Regions from separate parts of the Mus musculus genome. Here region 2 is linked to region 1. The links are chromatin contacts, called in public Hi-C maps. All regions are on one chromosome and are shown on one strand. Each heading gives the region's core, a stretch centred on a gene start, on an enhancer-like site or on the middle of the called end of the contact. The rest is flanking DNA. Distances are from core to core; before and after follow the strand shown. Region 1 has its middle 29 kb from the start of Pou4f2. Region 2 overlaps Slc10a7 (solute carrier family 10 (sodium/bile acid cotransporter family), member 7).

Region 1 (3,313 bases), core at 695-3,194:
TGTTGACAGGTACTTCGGTTGATTCTATTTTGTGACAACAAATATACAAATATGTGAGACTCTGCTTTTACTCTTCCCATGGATAAATCTGGACTCCTGCTGGCTGACCTGACACTTTTGTTATTATTTCTAGGGGGTGGGGAGATAAGCTAGCTTTGCCACACCACTGTCAGTGTGCGCGTGTGTTTGAAGAGCCTGCAGAAGATGTTGCAATCCCCCTCTTACATTCTCAGAGCTTGCCTTGAGACAGGTTCTCTCAAGGAACCTAGAGCTTGCTGGCTATTTGTCTAGGCTGGTAGCCAGCGACCCCAGTGCTGTGCCTGTCTCCTCTTCCAATCTGGTGCTGACATTTCTTACATGATGCTAGGGATCTGAACCCAAGTTCCCATGTCTGGCCAGGAAGTATTCTTACCCACTGCCCCATCTCCCCAGTCTTGCCCATTAACATCTTAAGCAGTCATAAGGGCTTATAAGCAAACAAATGTTTCAGTCCTATGATTTGCACTGAGGCAGATGACGCATGCCTGAAAATTGCTCATTCCAGGCTGCCCAGCAATGAGGTCAGAAGTGCACAACCTTCTCCCTACCATTTATACCATTTTTCAAAAACTATCAACTTAAATGTTTCTCTCTTTTTTTTAAATTCAGCAACGGAGACCAATTTCAATCTCAGCTTATTGTGTGCTAACTTGAGAACATTTTTTTAAAAAAATATATTGCTTCATTTTTAATTGCCTTTTAAGTCAAACCTTCTTCTGCTGGAATAGACCCTGCTCACAGTGCTCAGAGGAAAAGCCTGCTCATGACTGGGTGGTTCCACTCGTGGCCCAGACGCTGTGCTCTCTGGGAGTTTAGTGGAGAGGACTCATTTGCATACCCAGATGGGGATGGTGACAGTTCTGCTGCAGCCATGCCTAGAGGCCCAGGACAGAGCTGGATTTTGAATCACTTTATCTTTTCTGACTCTCGGGTGAGAGGAAGCCTATCTGGTTTGGAGAGATGGAGTGGAATCCTATCTTGTTCTCCGACTTCAAAGGCTTTCCCTTTCTTCCACCTCCTGAGTGTCATTGTCCCTGAAAGGAAGGTGTTCCCAGCCCTAAGCTCCTCAGTTTATGGCTAATGTTTTCTATGAAAAAGCATCATTAAGGAAGACAGTGGGTGGCCCTGACAGCAGAGGTGCCCTGTGGAGAGATCACTCAGCAGCAGGAGCCATCTCATGGACCGGGTGACACTTGAAGGCCAATCCTGAGCGTGACCTCCATCTTAAAGAGTCATAGGGATATCTATTTGAGGTGATCACCTCATCCCCCATGAAACGTTGCAAACTCAGCTCAGAAATGATCTGTCTTTCCAATCCAAGCCACAAAAGGGAGATTCTCAAGCAATGTTCTTCAAAGTTTGCTTCCATGAGGCATTCAGTCACCTGGCTACTCAGAAGGAATCGTGTGTGCCCTGTTCTCCAATCCTGTGAGAATGTGCTTTCAAGAGACAGATGAGTAAATATCAGGAAACACAATTAAACACGCTCTCTTAATTGGAGGGAGCTACTTTGCTCATGCTGGTAGAAGGTTGTGTGGACTTCCTGCTGTCTATCCTGATAGTAACTAACTGAGCTACATGGTGAGGCCCAGGCCTCAGTGCCACCAAATTGGCAAGAGCTTCAAGGCCACCATAAAATAACTGCCCCATGAACCCACCATGCTCTGCTTGTTTGGGGCATGAGCCCTGACTTCCCTACTTAACACACTCAAAGCCTCTTTCTTGATCATCTTCCCAAGAATCCAGCAAGTGACATAACATCAGATTCACAACATTAGCAACTCCCACAAGGACAGGCTGTCAATCATACCTCTTTGGCTTTGTTCATCTTGTAATACTCTGACACAGTGTTCTTTCCTTTGAGACAGGATCTTACAAAATTCCACAAACTGACCTTGAACTAGCCCTGAATGCCAGACATTCCCAGGACTCACTATCTTCCCACTTCATCCTCCAAATAGCTGAATGCATGTGTTCCCAGGTCTGGATCATGTGCCATATCAAGTATTCAAACAGACACCAGGCATATCTACTATATGTGGTAGCTGCAGGATATTTTCTTCATATGTTAACTTCATTGCCAGGAGATCTCCCCACCCCGCCAGGATATTTAATCAAGGCATACCTATGCTAATATTTAAAAAGTTTCAACCATTTAAATAAAACCAGCATGTCAGAACTGAATATACTTAATACAGTTCCTTAAAAAAATTAAGAATTCTACTTGTTACTGGCAACCACTTAGTAGCCCTGGCTCTTCAGTTCAATTAATCCCATGAAGCATGAAGTATAAGAGAAAGACCATATCTGAAATCATTCTTATTCATGGCTAGAGACCGTGACAATTCTAACAAGTCCTTTGGGATCTTGGATAATGTTTAAGACGTCAATGAGCAAGGGCTGCTCCTGCTTGGGGTGAAGGGAGACTTGCCAGCTAGATAGCTCTATGTAGAGAACATGTGAATTGAAATGTCTGAGCCATTCAAAGGTATCTGGGGTTTTCTACCTGCTTCTGCCCTTCATATTCAGATGATGGACAACTAGAACTCATGGACTCCAAGTGCTCTCAGCCTCCTCCAGAGAAGTCTACTGGAAAGGAAGTCATTGTGACTTCCACCATTGATGCTCAGCCTTCCACATCCCAAGTCAAACAGTAGAGAAAAGCGACATGTTTGGTTTTATTTGCATGTTCATTATAGCAAATAGAATGAAGTGTGTTAAGAGCATGTGCTTTCAGGTAATGAGAATATAGTCAGTGACTTAAAAAAAAAAGATCTGTGTTGGTGATGCTCATGATCCTTGCTCCTAGGGAGCTAGGCTGATGTCCACGATCCATGCTGCCACCGGAAAAGATGCTGGTGTCCACGATCCAGCTGCTACGAGCACAGATGCTCCTTTTGCAGTGGTATTGATAACTACCCACTCATAAACGAGAATGAGAGACATTGAAGGCTTCTGTGACTCACCCCCCCCCCCTCAAAAAAAGGAAACAGTTCAGACAGGAAGCTATTAAGAGAGTCCTTTAAAAAATGTATTCACAGCTAATCAATTCTGGTTGGGGGAGCAGACCTCAGTTATCTTTAAGGGGCTGGCCACTGGGAGCTTGCTTATGCTACAATGGGTACATGGGTAACACCAATTGGATTTGGGGTGGGGGGTTCTTGTCTTTGTTTTTGTTTGGGAGGGTTCAAGGGGGAAAGGTGAGCCTGGGAGGACTGGGAAGCAAGCATGATGGGGTATATTGAATAAAATTCACAAATAATTAATAAAAATA
Region 2 (3,284 bases), core at 156-2,655, 120 kb after region 1:
TAAAAAAAACTGGAACTTCCCAAGGAACACCAGGCACTGGTGGGCCACATGGCTCCAGCCGAGTGTTCTCATCTCAGCAGACTCTGTGGCCCAGAGCTCCAAAATCTGTTCACCCAGCTCACTAAGTTCCTATGGTGGGAGGGTTGTTACCATGCCAGCCCCATGCTTCAAAACCCCCACAGCCGTTGTGGTTCACATCTGGCAAACCCATGCTTTTCTGCCATCCCTTTCTCTCTCAAACCCAGTTGAACCACTGTGTAAAGGAAAACACCACACAAACTTATTAGTTCAGAAACAATGGTAACTCAATCACTGGCATGGCAACTAGAATCCTATTCTTGTAAGCCATGATAAATCTAAATCCTCTGTGGCAAATACTGGCATATTTGCCATTAAGTCTGGTAGCTATATCTTGCTCTCTCGCTATCCCCAATATCTTGCTCTCTTGCTATCCCCATCCCCAAAGCCCCTAACTCTCTCCAGCTTCCTCTCTTCCTCCATCCAACCAAAAGTCCTGCCTACTCGTTCAGTGATTGGCTCCTTTATTCATTAGGGGATAGGTCACAAGAAGTCACCTGAGTACTCATCCAGACAGCCCCTCCAGGGTAAATGGAATTAACATCAAAATACAAACAACTCCAGGGCCATCCACAACAAGAACAAACAAGCATCCTTGTTTCCAGGTGGCTAGTGCCACCCTGCACAGCACCATTTCAAACTCATCCTTGTAGCTTGGATGTCACACGATCAAGACTTTTGAAAGGACTTTGCCTTTACAGCTTGTTTTCCAGATGTTTCCCTTTACAGCAAGGAGCATACCACCTGTTGGGACTAACAGACATCCTGAAGGCTGGATTGCTGGCTAGTTTGACTAGTCGTGCTGATTAGCTTAGTCTAGCCACACAAACTGAGGCTCAGGTGGGCCAGATACTGTGCTCTGTGCTCAAATTCCAAGCTCAGGACCACAGATACAGGAGGGTGCATGGGGCTTGCTGGCTAACCAGCCTACCCTACATTTGAGTTACAGACCAGGAAGTAAGTGACCCTGTCTCAGCCAACAGAGTGGATCCTAGCTTACACACACAGTGACAAAGTATTACCACTGGTTCATTTAACAGCGTGACACAAAACACAGAGCTCACCCAAAGGGAACACAAGTTGATTCTAAAGCCAAATATGAGTGATAGAGGACCAGGAACACAGACTTAGGGCTCCACAAATCCCACATTTCAATATGGAAGCAGTTTCATAAAGCTTTTATAATAACAAGGACACAGAAAAATCATAAATAAAACACTTCCTAAACACATTAGGTAGATTAGTTGCAGCAAATAGGCTTCCTCTCTGCTGTTGGCCTCAGATGCCTCTGATGTCATCTTAACCTTCTGGTTTTAGAGGTGGGGGAGGGCTAGGTTTCTGTACATTCCGAAGGACTTACCTCACTCATTGGCCCAAAGAGAGTAGCTCCCACACAAGGAGGAACAATAAAGAACTATTAAGGGCACTAAAGATGGCCCAAGATAATTTGGCTCTGGCTGCAGGATGTCGGTCCCAAGCTCCAGAGCTCTGCAGATCCAGGGAAGGCTGCAGCTTCTCACCCAGAGCTTCCTTCACACAAGAGAAAATTACCTTGAATGTCCTCAGAGCCCTGTTAGTGCACTGCGTGGTTCTAGACACTGAAGCAAAAGCACAGCACATAAATAAGTATGTGGAGAAAAGCTACAGTAAAAGCATGAAGCGGCAGGAAGTCAGGGCCGCCCCCAGTGCTGGTTCCCAGCACCCCGCCTCCATTATGGGCCTTGCCATGTCAGCGTGCTCTTTGTTAAATCAGACCCACTTTTAAAATTTGAATTTATCTCAAGCCCCCAAATTCACAGCAACACTATAAATAAAAGGCTATCTTGTTATGACTAGAGGTAGCAGATATTAAATCACACAGGAAAAAGCTGCTGTAACTTCACAGATAATCCTGCAGCCTACACAGGCTGTCTCTTGCCTGCCCACCCTCTCCTCTCCGAAAGATGGAATTAGCACCATTACAGGGAGAATTTGCCTGTGTCTGAGTCAGCCTATTCTCTAATTCTCTCCTTGTGTCCACTGAGTCCCTTGATACACTGTGCTTTTGGGTTTCTAAATCACTTCGTCAAGAAACAGGTTAGAACTCCTTGAGACAGACAAGGAAAAATCCAGACTCATGGATTCCGGCAGTGGGGTGCGTGCCTGTCTCTCTCAGATCCTTCTCTGTACAGTGCTTGTCCAACACTAGCCAAGTGTGTCCAAGGCCAGGCAGGCCAGGATAAGAAGATGCTCCCCTGCTTAGGGAGGAGGACGGGCTCACACTCTTATCTGAATTAGCCAATGGAAATTAAAAAGTGGTCTTGTTATTTAATAAAAATGCGCAGAACGTCTCTCAAGTCCACTTTAGCAGCACAGTGCTCCTGTAGCCTGTTGGGACTGGTGAAGCCTTAAATGCATTAGTCACAGTGGCCATTTTTCTTGCAGATTTGTGACGTGGATTTAATTATGGGGATGACCAGCAACTTACAAATCTAATTTTGGTGGAGGTTGAGGCCATTTTTTTTTTTTTTAATAATGATGGATTTTTTTAAGCAATGATTTCATTACTATTTAAAGAAATCTACTAGTGTAGAACTAGCCAATTGACTAGAGTTATTTTATTACCCATTAACAAATACCATTAATTTTTATAATGTCATCATTTCCAAACTAAAAAAGTATTTGCTCCAAAATCTTTTTGCCCAGTAATAAATAATATACATTACGTACTCTGGATGTTTATAAAGGTCCTCTTTAGAAACATGTCCCTCGAAGTTGTTTAAAACCAAGATTAAGTTTTCTTAATTTGGATTCAAGCTACTAGAACTGCTATAGAACTGGGCTTTCAGCCCTGCAACCCTTGGTTCTTAATGGGCGCACAGTTCTCATCTTAGTTTTCATCCTCCAAGCACACACCTACCAAGGGTAATCTATTCTTCCACTGTAACTATCTCTGATTGACCATTTGTTTTATTATTGTTGGCAGAAAGTTCAAATTTTCTTGCCAATATCCCTTTTGGGTATTAATATTTGCCCATGTTGGGTGTTCAGTTCTGAGCTCTGACAAGCGAACCCATGTATGTTGTGGCAGTCTAGGATAAGGTGATTTCTATTTGGTCAGAGGTTCTTTTGTGCCTCTTTGTTCTCAGCCCTTCTCTCAGCTGAGCTCCCAACACTGAATGTGTCCCTTTGCTTATTCCAGAGGGACCTGTCCATCTTTCCAGAGG

What was found. Hi-C and Micro-C count contacts between places; a contact is called where the count stands out from the background.
Region 2: a Hi-C map of Sertoli cells shows a contact between it and region 1, with 2.3 times the contacts expected there. The contact joins two enhancer-like sites. A contact is called at or near these places in 2 of 484 Hi-C or Micro-C datasets (Sertoli cells and embryonic stem cells) and 4 of 9 other capture datasets (adipose tissue, embryonic stem cells, liver and 1 more).

Annotation. Positions count from the first base shown.
Region 1 is chr8:78,463,632-78,466,944 of GRCm38.p6, forward strand. No RefSeq gene overlaps it. Among named protein-coding and RNA genes, the nearest start is that of Pou4f2, 29 kb to the left of the region's middle. Within about 2 kb of position 1,945, at least 12 of the 459 cell types and tissues checked have an H3K27ac peak or open chromatin away from gene starts, as enhancers often do. A contact at or near this core is called in Sertoli cells, where this site is marked.
Region 2 is chr8:78,583,591-78,586,874 of GRCm38.p6, forward strand. The region is part of intron 5 of Slc10a7 (solute carrier family 10 (sodium/bile acid cotransporter family), member 7); the gene reads left to right. Among named protein-coding and RNA genes, the nearest start is that of Slc10a7, 76 kb to the left of the region's middle. Within about 2 kb of position 1,406, at least 63 of the 459 cell types and tissues checked have an H3K27ac peak or open chromatin away from gene starts, as enhancers often do. A contact at or near this core is called in Sertoli cells, where this site is marked.